Regions from separate parts of the Lactuca sativa genome. Here region 2 is linked to region 1. Evidence: chromatin contacts called from public Hi-C data. All regions are on one chromosome and are shown on one strand. The core of a region is the stretch at or near the end of the contact, and the rest is flanking DNA. Distances in the headings are between cores, read along the strand shown.

Region 1 (5,483 bases), core at 1,549-4,048:
AGTTGACATACCATAGAGATACATGCAACTGGAATAACTTCACCAGCATCCACAACATTGATAAAAACATCCGAGTTTACTGTAGCAACAATACCCTGATTTTGGATTTGTATGAGTGGAGGTGACAATACAGTGAAATTGAAGCTCATGTCATCATTCGGGTATTCTTTATACAACTTTGGAATTATAAATCTCCATTCGGCAGTGTTCAATATCTTCTGATCCGGTAAGTTATCAACAACCCAATACATCTTCTTTGACTGAAACAAGAACATATACAACTAGTGAGAGTAGGAAAAACACAAGGACCCAATATGCATATCTCTTCAAAGTACGAGGGCTTACATTGAAGTAAACCGTTGATGCTGAGTTAAGAACGTTTTCGTGTACTGAAATTCCAACCATCTTCTCTGAGTTACTACACGACCCTGTTCCTGTTCCTGTTGATGGTAAATTGTTGGTGTAATGACCCACCAAAGTTGCTTTCGGGTCAATTTGTGTAAATAAGCCATTGATGCCAATGAGAAGAGAAGTAGTGGTCATGGTGGGGCCCTCCGTGATGGTGACATTTAAAGCAGTGATATTGCCAAAACTGATTTCTTTTGGGAATGTTTGAAAAACTGAATCCAGTTTTATCACTGCATCCGTGACTTTGTTGGTGATGGTATCTTCAACTGCTGATACTATGTCATCTTCAAAATAATCAACTATTCTGCAAAAAGGATAATATGAGAGAGGTCAATAAAACAAAGTTAAGACTTTCCAAAACATCCTACTTGCCTTTTCTTTCAACCATACTTGTTGCAAAAATACAAAATCAACATCATACTTGGCAAGAATGCACGATAATGGACAAAATGCCACGGATGATTCTTCGTTGCATTTTATACAAATTGCAGAAAATGGCAACCTAATTTAGCCTTGCTATCAATATACATCTAGACAAAATAATCATTACTAATGGCAAAATTTTGCAAAAGGGAAAGCATTTCTGATTCTATTAGCATACAATTACAAACACATGAATAGAGTAATGTTATGAATGATCTTGAAATTGTAACAAATAAAAAGGATAATACCCTTGATAAAGCCAAGATGCCCCTCCATCTAACTTAATGGAGATATAACTAACATAGCATCCACAGTCTTCAGGAGACAATCTGAGAGTCCCTTGTTGGTTCTTTAAACCAAGAGTCATCCCTATTTCCATACCTTCAACCTTAACACGCACACTATTCATTAGCTAGCTTCCTACTAAACAAGAAAAGAAAAAAAAGAGGCAGTGTAGATTTAATAAAAGCAAGAGCAACCCCACAAACAATAATGTTAGCATTCTAAAGGTATATAACTACTTTTACTCTTCTTGGATAGTCAGTTTTGTATTAGCATCAAGCCCACTATTCAAAAGGGTTAATTGCAACAATATTTCACCTTTCCATCAAGTGGTTTTTTACATGAACTATGTTTGAATTTAGTACCAAAAATATGCAACATCTTACTGTTTTATTTTTTCATTTAAACACTTAAGTGGATACATATTGATGTTCTCTTTAAACCCATATGAATTATTTTGTCGATTATGACAACAGAAGATTCTTCTTATAAGTCAAAATGCTTCACAGTTAAGCTACACCATAATCTTAATGAGGTGTTTGTGAACAGATAATAAACTAACCGATGAAACATGTTGCAAGTAAGATGTTAGTATATATTGACAACAAAATGAAACGTGCTTGCATACTTCATGTAAAAAAACCATTGTTTCATAAACCTGGAAAAGGGTAAAAGAGTGTGCATAAATAAGCATTTGGCAGCTTCAAAACTAGTTGTTTCACCTTTAAAGCAGTAGGTTATTAAGCACTAAAAACCTCATATAATCAGTTCAGTTTTGAGATGCATAACTAAACACCCCTTGAACTACAACAAATAGTACAAACCAAAACTAGTAAATTCACCTAAAGCCAAGAAGCGAATTCAAACCAATTTTGCTGCAATATCTACCTGAACATAGGCGACCCCACTATCGGAAAACTCAAACAACCAAGTGCTATAAGAATAACTCCATTCGAAACTCAAATTCGCAGTCGCACCAGACGCAACTATGGTAACACCCATCTCCCCAGGTTGAACAATCGAGGTGGGAACGTTAACCTGATATATAACAATATCCGACAGAACCATACGAACTTTACCCACAAGTGGGATTTGAACATTTTGTTCGATTTTGGGCAATTGAAGAGGAATCAAAGATGAAATCGCAGTGTTTATCAGTAAATCCTTAGCAAATTCAAGACCCTTTTCAGAAATACCAAAAGATATATACCCATCTTCACCTGATTCAACATGCGTAGATGAAGAAATCAACAACAAGGGTATCACGAAGATGATAAAAACTCTTCGACTCATGATTCATGAAGAATTCAGATAAAACTGAAAGGATAGATTGAATTTACAAAACTGTTTTTTTTTAAGTCAAATCAACTTGTTTGTCTAGTTTAGTTTGAAGAAAATGAGCCACACCGTCCTAGAGCTGGAGTTACGTTCAAACGTGATGTTCACCATGGGATCTGACACAGGCCATAAATGGCGTCAATATCGAACATGGATAAACATTTGCAAACAATCAACCAAATCAGCGATATACGTTACCTACTTTTGTACGTATATTCGAGACGATACTGTTGACTTCGTGGATTAATAATAGATGTATAAATCTATAAGACAAGGAATAACACCGTATTATTCGCACTAAGTTAGGATATTTGATAAGTGGTAGAAAAGGAATAACAAGGTTTAGGATTTAGATTTAATATATGGAGATATCATTTTAAAAAAAGGGTTAATGTCACTTAAACTCGACCAGCTATTAGTTTTGGTTTTATTTAGTCTATTATTGTTTTTTTTTTTAATTAGGCCAATATTCCATTTTTGTTGGTTTTATAGGATAACAAAGTGACGCAGCAAAATTGGTTCAAGCCATAGATATGGGGGATATGAGTACTTAATGTCTCATGATCCAAACTCATGGTGTCCTACATACTTCAGTCAACGTAAATATATCATTTTCCATTTTCATTTTTACAATTAATAACTAACTTGTCCATTCTTCCACAGATAGAGCATGTGAGGCTTTAGAAAACGGTATTAGTGAAAGTTCCAATACATACATACACATACACATCCATCACAATTATTTTGCAACATTGACAAAATAATTAAAAATGGACCACAAGTTTAATTAATTTACCAAAACAGGAAAATCATTAACCTAGGTGATCTTATGAACTGGTAATAACTTGTAAGAACGACAAAGGTAACAATTTTAGCAATAAACAATGGGATTAATATAATAAATAAATAAACAAGATAGATGACCTAAATCATCTTACAAAGTCAATCCCATGTTGCACACACATATCACCAAGACAGATTACAAGATCTAAATGTTCCAAGTTGTATCTTTTTACCAATTTATTTATAAGAAGCTATCATGTTCTAATTTGCTATAACAAACCGAAACATGTGAGGATAAATTGGTAAAGAGTGTTGTAAGTTGGATGCATAAACAAGTGTAATGTAAACAGAAAAAGACAGATTTATAATGCCACAACTTGAGTATGGCAGAGTTTAGTTTAGTTTGGTTTGAAGCAGCATATGATATGATATGGTTTGTGGCAGTTTTGTAAATCTGTATGGTGTTGTAATTAATGACACACCTTTTGTGTACATGATGTGATGATGATGCACAAATAATGGTAATGGGTACACAATACAAAATCTAACACACATTAACAGTAACACTAACTACTATTTCTTAACAAACACTCACTCGTGAGATGAATCCACCACACCAAACCACTGCCCAATCTGTCAGCAGATCCGCTGGTTTCATGACCAAAACTATCTTCTCTTCTTCTTCTTCTTCTTCTTCATTGCAAAATATACAATCAATCATCTTCTTCCTTCCTTCTTTCCTAGTAAGTAAATGCATACCAGACCCAACAGATAATGGAGATTCATGGATTCCAGTAATCATATTCATATCTCATACAAAGTAATCTGGTGGTGGTTTTTTAGCCGGGGCGCCTCTTGATTCCTGTATTTCAATATCACCATATTCATTTATTCCAAAAATAAGGCCGTGTTTAATGGAAATTGATGGAATCAGAATTCATTCCAGATTCCATTCCATGGGGTTGCCAATTACACGCACGGAATACACTCTGTCGGAATCCTTCAAATTTCCTTGGTTTATTACAAGACTAAAATACCCTCATTATAATTATAATATATATATATATATATATATATATATATATATATATATATATATATATATATATAATAACCAAAAAAAATATTTAGATATAAATAAACATATTTTAAAATTAAAATTGAATTTTCATTGCCAAATGCATGATGGATTATGATTCCATCAAATTCCAATTCCTTTGACAGATCACATTCATTCCAATAACAGATGGAATGAAACAACGAAGAAATGGTATGAACAAGGTAATGTAATCATGTTTGATTTGTTGTAGGAATGGAATAAATTTTTGGGGTTTTTTAAAATCATGAAATGATTTAAAAAGAAAAACAGCTTTTACTTAAGGAATGAAAACTTAAAAAATGGTTCATTCCATTCCCTCCCTGATTGATTTCATCATACCAAACACTAACATGATAATATTCTGTAGTAGTGATTCGTATAGTCATCATTAGGGGCATAAATATTATTAAATGGCATGGCAGCATTTTGAATATTATTGATAAAGCAGAAGCAGAAGCAGAAGCAGAAGACAAACCTGTGGAGCTGCTTTAAATACTCGGAACTGTTTGTTAAGATTCTCATCCAGTTCAAGAATAGCAGCCACATTACCACACCTGTGGAAGCGTAAAAAATGAATTAGGAAAAGTAGGGAGCGGAGATAGACGAAGCAAAAGAAAGGGTTTTATTACCTGTAACAGTAATTTGGGGCTGACCAGACAGTAACAATCTGGTTGTTAAACATCCATTTAAAACCTTCCATTACCAATTGATGTGCACGACAAATGTAATCGATGTTATTGGTGTGGTTAAAAGAAGTAACAACACTGCCACCAAACAAGAAACCAGCACCACGTGGACTCAGACCCCACCCATCAACAATGTCCTCCGGGTCTGACCACAGGAGGTCACACATGGCACCATCATGGGGCACTTCTTGCTTCCGGTCAATTGTCCGAATCTGCAAAAATCACACTCTTTCTTACTTGTTTTATTCATTTCATCGATTACACTAAAACAAAGATTTAGTTATCTTATGGAACACTCTTCACACCTGATCTAATGTGTTGATGTTGGGAGACAGACCACCATGAACTGAAAATATTTTGTTCTCAATAAGCGCAGACAAACTGCAACAATGTCAAAGTTTACGTATAAGCCTTCTACTTAATAAAAGTTTGATGCTATATAATACACAGATAAATGAAAGTGT
Region 2 (5,815 bases), core at 1,708-4,207, 240 kb before region 1:
GCCATGCTCATGCTCATGCTCATGCATGGGTGGATTGGCTGAATGGGTAATAAACTAATCATGTCTGTTTGTCTGGATAAATTGATGTTTGTATTTTGCATACATAAGGTCTGTTTTGTTTCTTTCCTAGACTGACTAAAAAACCCATTTTACCCTTGCATTGCAAAAACCAAGGGGGGAAATAGTTAAGTCAATTCATTCTGTCCAAATTAAGTGAAAAAAGAATTATGTTTACCTCATTGGTTTCTGGTGCACATGGGCGACCAACACCCTCGGGCAAATCATCAGGAAAAAAACACCGAGTCACAGTAACACACTTCTTTTTCGTCTTTTCATCTTCCCACATTTCCTACAACAAACAAAAAACTTACATATAAATAAATATCACATATTATATTATTATTTATTTTTAGTACATAATACTACAGACTCTACTTACTTGTAGTTTATTAGGCAAATATTTATTGCCAGGGGAGCTGAAAAGTGCATAATCCTTTAATGCATATGAAGTTCCATTGATGCAACAAGACTGGTAATATGTTTTTCCATCCATTTCTTTTACCACATCCCCAATCCATTCAACTTCATTCATGGCTATGCTACTCAATAAAGGGTCCTCATTTTCACCAACCACAACATCATGAGTTTCAACTTTTTTAACTGGATCACCTTCTTCACCCTCCTCCTTATTAGCTGAACCATTAACACCAGGTTCTTGTCCACTATCACTATGTGAAACTTCTTGGACATTACTACTGTTAGTGTTTTGAGACTGAGCATCTGTCTTTGTATGATGATTTTCAAAACTAGTAACTGCCTCCAGATTAGCAGGAGCCTGTGGTGCTGACAGCATTGCAAACTTCTCTTCATTTGATCTTTCAACTTCAACCAAACAAGACTTGTCATGTTTCTCATTTTCTACTTCTGTCAGTTTACTGTTGGTTTCACCAGAAGCAGTTTGTGAAACAGAGATCCCATTTGATTTCTTATCTAAACATGGCTGATCTGTTAGAGTATTTGAAGATAACTTTGGTGTACTTATGTTTCTCATAACACGACCATATTTAGGGGGAAGAGGTTTTCCATTGCTTATGGTCAAACACTTTGCACAATGCCATTCCTGCCACTCGCCTCTAGGGATAGATTTTGGGTTACAATGTAGACACCTCAAGTGATACCCTCTTTCACAAGCATCACATACAAGTACAGTATCCACATCATTGATTGTCCCCTTGCACATTTGACAAGTCAAAGCCTTGGTCATGTAATCCCTTGAAGGAGGTGTCCATGTGGGATGATCTGGCAGATGCGGGTGCAGTAACTTTTGAACAATTTTACTAACTTCACTGTGTGTATCCGTGACAGAAGGAGGTTGAATGAAGTTCATACGATGTGGGACATGATTCGTGTTCATAGGAGTAGGTGTTCCTTGAGTGATGAATGGTTTAGATGTAATTACATGACTAGATGAGCCATCTGCCTTTACTTTATCAGATCCAGCTTTAGCAAAAGAAGCAGCTTGAGGCTGCATAGACCATGATGGAGTTTTCCCTGTCATGTGATCTCCAATCACTGCATTTAGGATGCATGGTATGAAAAATGTATGAATCAAGAAACTGAAAAAGAGTAAAAGATAGTACCTTGGGACTGTGACGTATTATAAGAACCATTTGCACCTCCATCTATTCTAAAATGTGGTCTTTCAGCTCGAGGAACTGACAATGAAGAATCTCTTCCCATATGTATGACATTGGAGACACCAGGTCTTACCTCACTTGTGGGCAATTGATAAGGTAAAGCTCGTGTGTTGGATGCAGAAGCATGAACCACGTTTGAAGGATTCTGGAAGCTTCCAGAAGAAACAGGTGTGTGATTTGTTTTATCTGATGGAAACATCCTTACAGAGGCACCACGGTTTTCAGTAGCCCCACTTATGTTTGATTGCAGTCTTGGAGGTGTATACATATTGGAATGTAATGGGAAAACCTCAGACTTTTCCATCTAATGGAAATGCAGAATACAGAAGCTTATATCAGCAAAAAAAGAAAAAAAAAAACATGTGGCAACTATACAACAATATCAAAAACAGGTAAAAAGAAGTTTCAAGGAACTCAATTTTAGCAATTAAAGTAACTTAAAGGAAGAAGCAAATATCAGAATGGAACCTCACCTTTTGCTTTGTAAGCTGCAATTTCTCAGCAATCGACGTCTTTGGAGGCCGAATCCCTAACCTCTGTTCCCTCAATCTATTAAGACCAAGATCCTCAATTACTGACCCAAAAGCATCCCTAGGAAAAATATCTTTTGGAGCAAATTCTTTACAAACATCAGCTAATTTCTCCCTCGCCTCAGCCATCATCTGCACCTCCATCGCCGTTGGCTTCCTACCGCCCCTCATCTTCCCCATAGTAGCCAGCACCAACACAATCTCAGCCACCTTCTTCACATTACTCGCCAGCCCAACATCAATACCTCCTCCTTTAGCCTTCTTAATGCCCGATTCTCTATCAACACCATTCTCCAGCGGTCTCTTCTCACCTACGGTCTCAGATCTCATCTCCGATAGATCCATAGGCTCTCCAACAACCGTATTATCCATCGATCACTGACCCACCACCATAAAACACGTTTTCCTCCGTTTTTTGAAGAAAAACACCGGGAAAACACCAAATTTTCGTCACAAACCTGCATAAAGGATCAAGATTAGATGCCATAAGATGTGGGAAAGGCGAAAGAAACCCTAGAGGGAGGGGGGAGTCGGAAAGGAGAGGGGTTTATGATTTGAAAATAAAATTCGGGAAAAGATCGATTAAATGAAATACCTTTTGGCGGGTTTGTAATCGAATATAATCGGGGTTTTGGTCTTTGGGCGAGGAGTTTGGGGGCCAAAAAAAACTTCGAGCAGGGGAGTCAGGGAGATTGAGAAGAGAAGAGAGAGAGAAATATAAGGTGGGGTTTTCTTCCATTTTATTACTCCCAATTATCGAATACCATTATTAATGTTTAATATTAAAATTATAAATTAAGATTATACTCTTGTATAAAAATAAGATTATATCCCTTAACATAATATACCATTAACGAAAACCAAGTTAATTGATGGTGTATTTGTTTTTTAGAACGACATGTTGATTTTTTATTTGATATAAAATAATTATTTATTGTATACTTTTAATATAACAAAACATGTTATAAAAGATAATGTCTCGATATTTTACTATTTATATAAATCAAATCATTGTCTTTTATTATTTGAAAAAAATATTATTATATGTAAAATTATTTATAAGCAAAATAACATTTTTATATATTATACACTTGTTAAAATTAATTTAACTTAATATATTAAATTATATATTTATAATCACTTTTAATAATAAAACCAAAATGTTAGTTATCAATAACTCCAATTATTTTACATAAATACTAAAGGATTGGTTATTCATGACTTAATATTACAGTAATCGCATACAAATTGTTTCTAAGACCATCCACATGGGTCTTATATTGCAATGAAATTGGTTTTCCTATGATTTTTTGTAATTTTTTTTATAACAATGTAATTAATAACATTTTTTTCAAAAATGTTCTCAACACATCAACACCTTTTATATATTTTAACAAAATATCTCAACTATTAATAATTAATAATTGTTCAATAATAAGTTAACATAAAGATAGTTATTTATAGTTCAAATAAATTTCCAATTTTAAAATACATAATAAATAATTAATTTAGTTTAATGATTAGTGAGTATGGAAATAACAAAACATGAATCACAAAACAAACATTAAGTTGATTTTTGTTTCTTTGTCTCGAATCGGTTTCAAATCTCTTCACACATTTCACTTCTTATTAATGTCTTTGTATAACTTCGAAGATAGCTTTCATATTCGGGAAAACAAATTTAAGAAGTTTTAGGAAAAAATATATTAAAATTAGATTATATGTATAATCAAGTGAATGAATATATAAATGTCACACCCCAAAACCGATAACGGCGGAAACGTTCTGGGGCGGAGGACGTCATGTAAAGTATCACAACACAGTATAACAGTAAATAAGCAAACAACATCATCCATTGCATTAAATATATAATTTTAATATAAGTGTGTTCCGTACAGTTATAGACGCCAAAAAGTAAATCAAAATAATAAGATGAGTCTTGGATGCGCTCCATCATCTCAAAAGCTGGCCTCGGTACCTGTCTACTGATGACCTGAGAATACAAGTTATTTTGAAAGAGTTTATCAGCATTAAGCTGGTGAGTTCATAAGTATTTTAGTGTCAGTGTTTGTATCAAAACGTTTGAACGTGGTTTTAAGTATGAGTTTGTAAACATTGGTAATAAAAGTATGTGAATGTTTGTAAGTGTTTGTAAAAGTTTGAATCTCTCAGAAAAACCTATATTTTCTATTAAAAGTAGCCTTCTAACAAGGCGTAACTGTTTTGTATGTTCGTTTGTTGTAAAAGTGTGTAATTTTCCCAAGTGTAACTATTATTAACAAAATATAGTTTGTACATTAATGTTTAAGTGAAATGATCACTAAATGTATGTAAAGGGTAAATTATTGTAGTACTATAGTGTTGTATTATAGGAACTATTGCTGTACTAACTACCTTAAACCGGATTTATATTAAGGTATCATGTGATTAATTGTACCATACTATCGACTAAGTAACACGACAAATGTAGGTCATAAAAAAGTATGACGTTTGGCACCCGCAAACCTGCAGGTCCGGCTGTAGCTAGCAGCAAGGTGTAGGATAGTCAATCCAATATAGATCTATACGCAAACTCACGCTCTCCCTTCAAGAGACTCTGGCTACAACTCGGACCATGAAATTGAAGGCATGCTCCGATATAGTGGATCACAATTATGTAAATGTATTCATGTATATGTAATGTATTGTTAATCGTTTTACGTGTGCTAGCTGTAATGTGTGTTCTCTCTCTATCTAGCAGGTATAGTAATGTACTGTGAGTACTAGTTGTAATGTATGTTCTCTTTATCTAGCAAGTATTGAATCATGAATGAACTGACTCATTGTATGATATCGCGTTCTAGTAATAGTTCTAGTCTCTTCCTAAACTACCCATATGGTAGCTTACTAATAATGAAACTGGTACGTATGAACATGGATGTATACCCTTGCTACCCAAGGGCATTGGATGAACTGGAAGGACCTTTATGACTATATATGTACATATGATATATAACTAATATTTAAACAACCTTCGGACGGATACCCGATGTCCCAACCAGACCACATCTCAAGCGCGAAAAGGAAATAGGGCGGACGGCCTTCCTAAGTCTTTTAAACATTGCTTATATAATTATACATATATGGGCATGCAATTTATAAAAAGTATAAAAGAGTTTAAGTAAAAGTATTTGATAAGTAAAAGAGTTTGTAAAGCAGTTTGAAGTAAAACAGTTTGATAAACAGTTTGAACAGTAATAAAATCATTGGTTTTGTAGTTATTAATCACATGTGATTGATGTAATAACTATAAGTATTCAACTTGTATTCCCCCCATTAAAGCATTTAAAACATTTAAAAGTATTTCAAAGGTTAGTTAAAGGGGTATGAACTCACTTGTGGTGAGTGGATTGGATTGAAGTGTCGGGCACGGTGCTAGGTGACAAATGAAGACTTGTACACACGCACGAGCCTAGTTATCATATAATGAACATATATATAACTAATTAGCCAAAATATACTAATAAATTAAGTCGGGACATTCTAGAACATGAAAACACTTTGTTTCAGGTGTTAAAGATCACAAGGATTGCATCCAAGTGTTGGTAG

What was found. Hi-C and Micro-C count contacts between places; a contact is called where the count stands out from the background.
Region 2: a Hi-C map of seed shows a contact between it and region 1, with 3 times the contacts expected there. The contact joins the promoter of LOC111899608 here to the promoter of LOC111889635 in region 1. A contact is called at or near these places in 2 of 4 Hi-C or Micro-C datasets (leaf and seed).

The regions. Positions count from the first base shown.
Region 1 is chr5:6,011,280-6,016,762 of Lsat_Salinas_v11, reverse strand. LOC111889635 (putative BPI/LBP family protein At1g04970) reads right to left here and starts at 2,798. Exons shown (of 7, transcript XM_023885781.2): 1 at 2,654-2,798; 2 at 2,002-2,567; 3 at 1,080-1,219; 4 at 346-712; 5 at 12-260. The coding sequence starts at 2,406. LOC111889636 (serine/threonine-protein phosphatase PP-X isozyme 2) reads right to left here. Exons shown (of 8, transcript XM_023885782.2): 5 at 5,325-5,400; 6 at 4,963-5,231; 7 at 4,809-4,887; 8 at 3,679-4,096. The coding sequence ends at 4,046.
Region 2 is chr5:6,250,857-6,256,671 of Lsat_Salinas_v11, reverse strand. LOC111899608 reads right to left here and starts at 2,957. Exons shown (of 8, transcript XM_023895443.3): 1 at 2,823-2,957; 2 at 2,171-2,685; 3 at 1,641-2,001; 4 at 440-1,551; 5 at 236-349. The coding sequence starts at 2,599.